3 separate regions of the Mus musculus genome follow, and all the other regions are linked to region 3. The links are chromatin contacts, called in public HiChIP or PLAC-seq and promoter capture Hi-C maps. All regions are on one chromosome and are shown on one strand. The core of a region is the stretch at or near the end of the contact, and the rest is flanking DNA. Distances in the headings are between cores, read along the strand shown.

Region 1 (2,885 bases), core at 16-2,515, 240 kb after region 3:
CATAAAATAAATAAACCTAAAAACCAACAAACCAAACCAAACCAAACCAAAAAATACCCCTGCTATGGGTCCTCAGTGCTGTGGAGGAGTCAGTCCTGTTTGGGGTGGCTCAGGCCCCAGCTGGAGACTGTAGACAAGCATGGAGTGTGAGGGAGCAGAGGAACAGCCTGTGTGAGCTCCCTCCTCCCATCTCTCCTCCTTCCTGTGCAGCCAGGAGCGGTGCTGTTTATGCCCCTTCAGTCCTCCATGTCCTCTCCCTCTGCTCCCACCTGGGCATGTAGGGTGAGGCCTGCCTCTACCTATAGTCCTTCTTCACAGATATTTGTCCTCCCCGCCAAGGGAGACACTTGCGTTCCTTAGGCCCCTGTAGCCCACATCTGGAGTATGTGGCCTCGTGTTCTCTCCCCAGAGCAGGCCCAGAGAGTGGGCATGGGAGACAAAGGAGGGCCCTGGTACACACGCAGCTTTCTTCCTCTGGATCGTAGGCTGCGTTGAGCAGTCTTGCGGGGGGGGGGGGGAGCGGAGGGGGGGGGCGACGGGGGGACGACGGGGGGGGGGCGGCGGGAGCTCTGGCTCTTAGGATTCTTTCCTAGCTACCAGGCAACTGACAGGGACAAAAGATCTTGTCTCTGAAGTGGAAGTGGCAGGTGCTTATCAAAGACTGATTTGCAGTTTCCATCAGCCGCTCCAGATGTGGTAGTGGGGGAGCTCTGGGGAAGCAGGAAGTCCCTAACTGGGCTGGCTCTGTTGGAAACCTGGCGGAATCATGGAGAGCATTCTTCACAGCCGCCTTCCAGACAGTCAGATTCCTTAACAGCTAATTAGGGCTGACCTGGCCTTCCTCTGCCTCCCCATGGGGTGGGGGTGGGGGTGGGGTACAGGGCTTCACCTCAGCACCGCTTCCTCCTCAGCTGGCCCTTTAGGAACCTGCTAAGCCTCTTCTCAGAAGCCAGCTTTCTCTGACAGGTCTGCAGCTCAAAAGAACCCGCTTTGCTCACTGTTGAAATCAGGAGCATCTGGAAGCAGTCAGCTTCTCAACAGGCTGAGGGGGAAACACGGACTGCGGGGATGGGTTCACCTCTGGGACTAATTATTCTTTAAACTTCACCCGTCACATTTACTGTCTTCGTCAGAGCAAGGAGACAATAAATGATCTCATTAAAACCCAGAAAACTGCTTCTCCCTTCAGGAAGAGCTCCTCTCAACACCCTTCCTTGGCGGAGGCCATGCCAGAGAGGCAGGCATGGGCCCTGGGAACCAGGCTGCTGGGGCAGAGGAGGCGTTTGCCAAGTGCCTGGTCTTCCTTGACTACAGGTCTGTGTTTCCCGTCTCTGGAAATACCCACTGTCTAAAATAAAAGTTTTTTTCTGGGCACATTCTTACAGAAGTCAGGTGCTTTGATAGAGATAGTAATGAAGGGGGAAGATGAGCTTGTGGGGTTAAAATGATTGTTGGGGGGGGGGCGTTCTGTCTGCCGCCCCCATATCAAACATGCTTTCTGAAGGTTGCTGTCTGTGTGGCTTAGTGACTGAGCTGTGAGTCCTTAGGTTTGGTTTCCAGCACCACAGAAGGAAACCTTGTCCTAAGTGATTTCAGAAGTTGGGGTCTAATTGTATAAGCTTCTGATTCCAGTACTTGGGAGAACGAGACAGAGTCGTTGCCATGAGTTCAAGGCCAGTCCGGTGTGTTCAGTGAGTTCTAAAACAGCCTGGACTTACAGAGGGGTTGGAAAGATGGCCCAGCAGTTAAGAACACTGGTTGCTCTTCTAGAAGACCCAGGTTCAATTCCCAGCACCTGCATGGCAGCTCACAACCATCTGTGACTCCAGTTCCTCAAGATCTGCTGCTCTCTTCTGACCTCTGCAGGCACCAAGCAGGCAAAACATCCATACACATAAAAATATATTTTTTTAATTAAAAAAGAAAGGAAAAGAAAAGAAAAAGATTCTACAAGACACTGGCCAGTTGTTTGGTGGGGGGAGGGCGAGGGGGTAGGTAGCAAAGCAAGTCTGAATGAGAGCAAGGGCAGCGTTGGTGGGCAGGGCTGGTGGGTGGAGCCAGAGTCAGTGGGTGGGGCTGATGGGCGGGGCTGGTAGGCAGGGCTTGTGGACAGGGCTCTTGGGAGGGGCTGATGGGCAGGGCTTGTGGGTGGGGCTTGTAAGCAGAGCTGGTAGGAGGGCTTGTAGGTAGGGCTTTGAAGGCAGAGCAGGTGGACAGGCTGATGGGTGGGGTTCTGTGGGCGGGGCTTGTGGGCGGGGCTTGTAGGCGGGTCAGTGGGCAGGGCTGGTGGGCAGAGCTGGTGGGAGGGCCTATGGGAGGGGCTTTGAGGGTGGGGTTGGTGTACAGGGATTGTGGGTGGGGCTTGAAAGCTGTTGTCACTACTATCCTGACCAAACACAGAAGGGAAGTCAGGGCTGCAGCATGTTACTCCAGCCATACCCTACCAGGCAGAGGCTTCTGGGAAACTCAGGAGAGCAGTCCCGCATCTCCATACTACAAGGGTATGTATAGCAGCGTCTACAATCCGATGTTTGCTACAAAGGGTGGGCATACGTATTCTTAAAATGTGGTGTGCCTCTGGGAGTGCTGTAAACAGTGTCTTCTCTTTTCCTGTAGCTGGATCCCAGCCCATTACCAAGGCCTCCAGGGGACTGGTGCAAGGTCTACGGGATAGAAAATAATGTTCCAGGCCACTGGCCTCAGTCTTGTGTGGTTGGGAAGCCCTTGTCTGAGAATCCAGGCCCTAAACAGAAAGATCTACAAGCAGGATGGGACACACAGCTTCTCTGCTGCCCAGGAGATCGTAGTAACACTGTCCCATTGTATAGACTGCACTTTAACTAAGCCCCAGACACAGAGAAAATGCCTTCACAGAGACTAAGTCA
Region 2 (3,221 bases), core at 689-3,188, 170 kb before region 3:
AGCTCCATGTAGCATAGCAGACAACCTTGTAAATGTAGGGGATGAATACTATTGCTCCCACCCAATGACTGGATGTTGGACCACCTCTGAGATGTGTGGACATCTGATTTAAAAGTGACCAGCAAAATCCTTGAAAGACTAAAGAGCAAAGTCTTCGAAAGACTAACAACAGTTTGCCTACCCCAGACCTCCTGACAGACTCAAGGTTTGTCAATCAGCTTTCCCTCGCCTTAACAAACTCCCCCAAAAAATAAGTTATGAAGAGAGAAGTTTGGAAGGTTCATTCCATGATCAGTTACCTCAGACGTTTCCAGGCCTGTGATGAGGTGAACAGCAGAGCAGAACTTCGTGATAGGGCAAAAGCTCACCTCATGACTAGAAAGTAAAAAGTGGAGAGAAGAGCCTAGATGGACTCTCCCCTCTGAGGACACACTACCAACAGTCTAACTGCCTCCCAATAAGCCCATTCCCAAGATTCTAGCACCTTCCAGCAGTGCTGAGGTGGGGAGCTAGGCTCTGAGATGTGGAACTTTGGGGGATCCAAACCACAGCATATAGATAGATAGATAGATAGATAGATAGATAGATAGATAGATACCACTAGTAGACTAATAAAAGTACCTGGAGCTTTATTCTAGAATAAATTACTTGGGCTGGTAATGCACTCATGTATTCATGCACCCATGCACTCATGCACTCATGTACCCATGTACTCATGAACCCATGCTATGTGACTTTGAACTTGCATTAACATTAGTCCCAGTAGCATGAGTATAGCACCCAAAGAGTACCCAGCCATAGATAAGAATTTGATCTCTGTATACATTTCTATATAGTTTTTAATAAAGTCCAAAAGGATCTATGGCAATTCTGATACAATCTCCTGTCTCCCTGTGTTCTCGGGTATTTCTCACCCTAGGAGCCTCCTTGGTCTGGGTTCTAGTATAAGAATCTGGCCTGCGTGCTTCCTTCCTGCCTACTTCTTGACTTTTTCTCTTAAGAGAATGAGGAAATAGCAGTCATGAAGAGGACTGTGATAAGTTCTCCATGTTAACAAAACTTATCCTAGCTACTTGAATATATCATTATCTGCCTCACACCTGCTTCATACCTGTCTCACACCTGCCTCACACCTGTCTCACACCTGCCTCACACATTTCGAACTGTATAGTCTCCATACTGAGTGGCTTGTTCAGAAGGTTGCAGAGCAGTCCTTGAACTTGTACAAACTCAGTTTCCTGTTTATCTATCCTGAGTTGCTCTGGGATTTCCCATTTGTAAGTTTCTTTTTAATGTATCAGTTCTCTTTAATTTTTCCCAAAATTTCTTAGTTCAATTCACTGGGATTTTTCAGATTCTTTTGGCTACCTGCCTTCTGCCCTCTAGCCCTCCATATTTCACCCCTCCACACTGCCTCATAAAGACATGAATCCAGGATGCCCTCAAGGATCTGGAACTCCACAAAACACACAGATCCTTCAGACCACAGGAGACTCTACCCAATGCCAGTATTGGGAAAAAGAGACTCCAAACAGCTAGATGGTATGAGAAACATCCCTCCTGGGTCTTACCACAGAAGTGGCAAGGTATAGATATGGCCCAGAATTCATCCCTGTGTAGTCCTAGAAAAACATTTTTTTTTAAACAGGGTTTCATGTAGCTCAGGCTAGCCTTGAACTCAATATGGATGATCTTGACCTCCTGGTCCTCCTGCCTCTACTTCCTGAATGCCGGGGTTTCAGGTCTGGCTTTTAATGCTGGGGGTGGAGTCTAGGGCTTTGTGCTTGCTAGGCAAGTAAGCACTCTACCTACCGAGCTACAGCACCAACCAGAGGAAGTGAATACTGGGCTGAAACTGCCAGAGAGCAGACCAATCAGGTAGTTGGAGAGTGGGTGCCTGGGTGGACTTCCTCACCAGCCCTGGAGGCCCCAAGAGTGCAGGGGCCCTCTCAAATTGCTAAGGGCAAGGAGAGGAACTGAGGTTTGTGAACACTGTGGCTTGTGTTTCCTGTTTCAGCATGCTGCTGTGCGAAAATAACGTCAGTATAAGAAGAAAATGGTGAGGGGGTTTAGAAACTTCTTCAGAAACTCGGCTTGACAGCTTCCCCAGCCTTCTGAGACCAGAGAGACCTAGAAAGAAAGGGCTGAAGGCTCTCCTGAGACACTTGAGACAGAACCTGGGACTTGAGGTAACTGTGGAGGAAGATGCTTTGGGATCTTGGTTTGGATCTGCTGACTTAGGGTGGGGCAGAATACGCTCTGCCATGCCAGCCTCCTGCGTAGCAGCAGGTGGTAGAATGTACTCGATGGGGCTTGTATGACAAAAAAACATCCTGTGCTAGAGACCTCAGGCAACCACAGGGTATGGCTCCCAGCTCTGCTCCGTCTGATGGCTTCGGTTAGGTGTGAGTTGCATGGCTTGGTGTTGGTGTGCTCTGCATCCATAACACAAATTAAATGACTTTTCCCAATCCCTTCAATGTAGGGATCCCTGTAACAGGCTCTTCAGCTCCCGCTGAGAACTCTGAACTAAGAAGGCCAGATTCGTGTAGGAAGCCACCCATCATCTCCTCTGCATACACAGCCAGGAGGTAGGTGCAAAACTGTGGCAAGTCAACATGTCTGTAGTTGAGGGGCAGTGTGCTGCTGTCTTCCTGTGCAGGAAGGAGAGCCTTCCCTAGCCAGTACTAGCCCTTCCTCCGAGCTCTAACTAGGCCCTTTCATGTTGGCCAGGGGTACCTCAGAAACTACAGAAATCCTGGGCAGTGGCCTTGTGACCTTTTTCTGAACTACAGGACCAGTTCCTTTTTTTCTATAGCCTGTCCCTGTCCATCAGACTTTCCATAGCCTACTTGCGTTAAAGCAAGCCAGGATGATCCCACCATCCTAGAAGGCTGTGTGGTTCCATACAGGTGTCACGCCACACCCCAGGAGGTGTAGAAGGCTATGGGTTTGGAGACACTCCTCTCTCTAGGGAGCCATTCCTATTGCAACTTCCTAAGCATTAAGACCTAATGATGCAGAGAGTAAAATAGCCATATTTCAGTGGCCCTACAGACAATAGATGGAGAACAGGAAGAGACATCCTCACAGACCTGTTCTCAACCCCTCAGACCTTTCTTCTTCCCGTCTGGAAGGTAGGGAACCTGGGAGCTCCCTCTGGTAAGTCCCACAGTGGGGAGCCTAAGCCCTCACACTTATAATGGCATCTCCTTTCTTCA
Region 3 (3,190 bases), core at 673-3,172:
CTCTCTCTCTCTCTCTCTCTCTCTCTCGGTTTTTTCGAGACAAGGTTTCTCTGTATAGCCCTGGCTGTCCTGGAACTCACTCTGTAGATCAGGCTGGCCTCAAACTCAGAAATTTGCCTGCCCCTGCCTCCCAAGTGCTGAGATTAAAGGTGTGTGCCACCACTGCCCGGCTAGCTCTCTTCTTTGCCTATTTATTTTATTTTATGCATGACCGGTGTCTATGGAGGCTGGAAGAGGATGTCAGATCCCCTAGAATTGGAGTTACAACAGTTGTAAGCTCCCATGTGGATGCTGGGAGCTGAGCCCAGGTCCTCTGCAAAAACAGCAAGTGATCTTCACGGTTGAGACATTTCTCCAGTCTCACCCATCCCCCTTTTTTATTTTTTATTTTTTGAGACAGGCTTTTTCATTGATCTTGGAGTTCATCAGTTAGTCTACACTGGCTTAACAATGAACTTCAAGGATCTGCCTATCTCAGTTCTACAGAGTTAGGATAACAAGCATGCTACTTAAAAAAAAAAAAAGGTGTGGATTGAGCTCAAGCTCTCATGCTTGTGCAACAAGCACTTTATCAACTGATCCATCTCCTCTACCCCTGCAGCCAGTTCTCTATATGATGCCTAGATCAACAGATATTCACTGGACTAGTCAAAACATTAAAGAACAGGGTCAGGGAAAAGTCTCAGAAGGTAAAGATGTTTGCTACCAAGCCTGGCTGACAACCTGATTTTGATCCCTGGAGGTCATATGGTGATGAGAACAAACTTCTGCAAACTGTCTTTTAACCTTCACACGAAGGTCCTGCCCCAATAAATAAGCAAATGTAGAAAAAAAATGTTAAAGAATCGATGCCTATTGAGCATCAATCGACTGAGGGAGAAGTTATATAAAAGCAATGAAAGGCAGTTTCTGCTCTAGATTACAGTCCAACCTCACATAATAAGTGGAAAATATTTTCTTCTTTGTTTCTGTCCTTAATATAGCCACCTGTTCTAGGAGTGACCATCTTCTCCACAAGGAAGAATCACTAATCCCCTATCCTTCTAGGCTCCTCCATCCGGCCTTTAAAGTACCCAAACGAAGCGGGATAAACAGTGGAGAGGGGCTGATTAGGTAGCTAGTTTGCTCGGGGTTGGCTTTTGGGTGTTCACATGCTCAAGGGCTTGCAAACTTAAAAATGGGTACATGACATGCATTTCAGGCCCTTTGTCAAGACGTCTGTGCAACACCTACAATTGTGTGGCTTCAAATGTGTGCTTGCAATGCATAGACAAATGGGGAACTCGTTCCTCCAAGGAGGCATCAGGCTCCTGTGGAGTTGGGTCACATTAGAAATGAGGCTGAAGAGAGAGAGGGAAGGAGGGAGAGACAGAGACTATCCTCACGATCCCTCTTTCTGGTTTGCTGTGCCACGAAGCTGTCTCTACTGGCTGGCTGAAATCTGAGGTGAGTGTTCAGGCAAACCAAACCAAACTGAATAGATCTTCGCTGAGAGGGAATCTGGCACCTCCTGGGTGCGGAGACCTGTCCGTGGTCCTGACCGCTTGTCCAGCCGCTCTGGAAGCCTGGTGAAGGCTGGCTGCTGAGGCTGCTCTCTGCTCTGTCTGCACCTGTTGGGAACGCCCGCCTGAGACCCTGCACTGGCTGGGGGAGAGGGGGTTGGGGGAGGTGAGGGCGTGGCCAGCAAGAGGCGGGCGTGGCGGGTCAGGGTGGTAGGCGGGGTTGTGGATATTTCGGGGGCGGGGCCTGGGAAGGTAGATGGGAATGGGTTAAGTCGAGGTTGTGGGCCAAACTATAGTTGTTGCGAGGGGCGGGGCCTAGAGGGGCCGGGGGCGGGGCGGTGTCACGTGCCGACGGTGCGCGACCGTGGAAGGTTCCGCTTCCTGCGCCGCCTGCTCCGGAGCTTCGACCCCACCCCGCCGCCCCGCCCCAGCTCCTGGAGGCCCAGCTGCCTGGCCCCGGGGCGTTCCCGCCCCTCTGGCCCGAGGCCTAAGAAGAGCAAGCTCCAGCACTTACCCCCGCTCTCCCTGCGTGGTTGGTGCGGTCCATGGCGAGCGCATCATGGCGATCGAAGGTAAGTGGAAGGCAAGCGATGCGCGGAGAAGACGCCCCGCGAGCGAGCGCAGGGCCCAGGAGGCCGAGGTGCGGGTTGCGGGTCCGGACTGTAAGGGAAGCTAATGCGGGACACCGGCCTAGGCGCGGCGTGCGGCCCTCGCGAGCACTGGCCTACACACTTTGGGCGCTGAGGTACCGAGTGAGATGCTCAGGCACTAAGGCTCTGAAGTACTGAGTGAGATGCTCAGGTACTAAGGCTCTGAAGTACTGAGTGAGATGCTCAGGTACTAAGGCGCTGAGGTACTTAGACGCCAACTCGCTCAGTCTCTGAGGTGATAATGAGGCGCTGAGGTTCTGAGGCACAGAGGAGACTTAGGTACTTAGACACTGAGGTGCTGAGTCTCTGAGGTAAATGAGGCGCTGAGGTTCTGAGGCACTGAGGAGACTCAGTTACTAAGGCGCTGAGGTACTGAGTGAGATGCTCAGGTACTAGGGCGCTGAGATACCGAGATGCTGAGGTGAATGAGGCTCTGAGGTATTGAGAAGCGCCGTGCTGTTCGGCAGCGGGAGGCTGCCCTTGTGGGATCCGCTCATCCTGCTGCTCCTGTCGGGCTTTCTGGGCCGATGATAACCACGCTGTCCCCTTCGGTTGACGGGTATAGGGGGGCCAGGACATCTTCGTGAGGTCAACCCTCTTATCTGACCCTCACAATTGCTTTTTTCCGGGGAGAGGCAAATGCCTATTTATGACAAACGCACCCAGAAGATTGGCAACAGAAATGTTTCACAAGTAGCTTGATTCGAATTGGGTAAGGTAAGTGGTACCGATGTGTATTTTCCTCTTATTCTGAGAGCATGGAGTTGGAGTGGAGTGGAATTTGCCTTGCTTTTAAGGAGCATATTGTGCAGTTAGTATCACACAGGTGTGATGCTTACAGCATCTTGTTTTCCATTTTAGATGAGCTCAGTACAAAAAAAAGGATTTCCAAAACTTCCCTGCGTGACCTGTACAGAGTACCTGTAGCTGAATCATTACTTGCCTACATTTAATGTGTTCCCCCTCGCACAGTAATTCCCTTAGGTGACTGGTCTCTGTTAGTATACACGCCTGGGGGCTTCTTTAGGATCCAGCCAC

What was found. HiChIP or PLAC-seq counts read pairs in DNA pulled down with a chosen protein or histone mark. Capture Hi-C pulls out chosen DNA fragments and counts their contacts.
Region 1: an H3K27ac HiChIP or PLAC-seq map of epiblast stem cells shows a contact between it and region 3. The contact joins the enhancer-like site here to the promoter of Syt14 in region 3. A contact is called at or near these places in 3 of 39 promoter capture datasets (embryonic stem cells, liver and neural stem cells), 7 of 484 Hi-C or Micro-C datasets (the N1E-115 cell line, Sertoli cells, cortical neurons and 1 more), 11 of 115 datasets of contacts at active chromatin or transcription factors (astrocytes, embryonic basal ganglia, embryonic forebrain and 7 more) and 1 of 9 other capture datasets (embryonic tail).
Region 2: a promoter capture Hi-C map of pancreatic islet shows a contact between it and region 3. The contact joins the promoter of Traf3ip3 here to the promoter of Syt14 in region 3. A contact is called at or near these places in 5 of 39 promoter capture datasets (the 3T3-L1 cell line, cranial neural crest, embryonic stem cells and 2 more), 2 of 484 Hi-C or Micro-C datasets (erythroblasts and rod photoreceptor) and 2 of 9 other capture datasets (adipose tissue and pancreatic islet).

Annotation. Positions count from the first base shown.
Region 1 is chr1:192,794,496-192,797,380 of GRCm38.p6, reverse strand. No RefSeq gene overlaps it. Among named protein-coding and RNA genes, the nearest start is that of Gm31078, 14 kb to the right of the region's middle. Within about 2 kb of position 1,265, at least 57 of the 459 cell types and tissues checked have an H3K27ac peak or open chromatin away from gene starts, as enhancers often do. A contact at or near this core is called in the N1E-115 cell line and epiblast stem cells, where this site is marked.
Region 2 is chr1:193,200,263-193,203,483 of GRCm38.p6, reverse strand. It overlaps Traf3ip3 (TRAF3 interacting protein 3), which reads left to right and starts at 1,938. Exons shown (of 16, transcript NM_153137.4): 1 at 1,938-2,189; 2 at 2,486-2,591.
Region 3 is chr1:193,034,507-193,037,696 of GRCm38.p6, reverse strand. It overlaps Syt14 (synaptotagmin XIV), which reads left to right and starts at 1,922. Exons shown (of 8, transcript NM_181546.3): 1 at 1,922-2,074. The coding sequence starts at 2,062.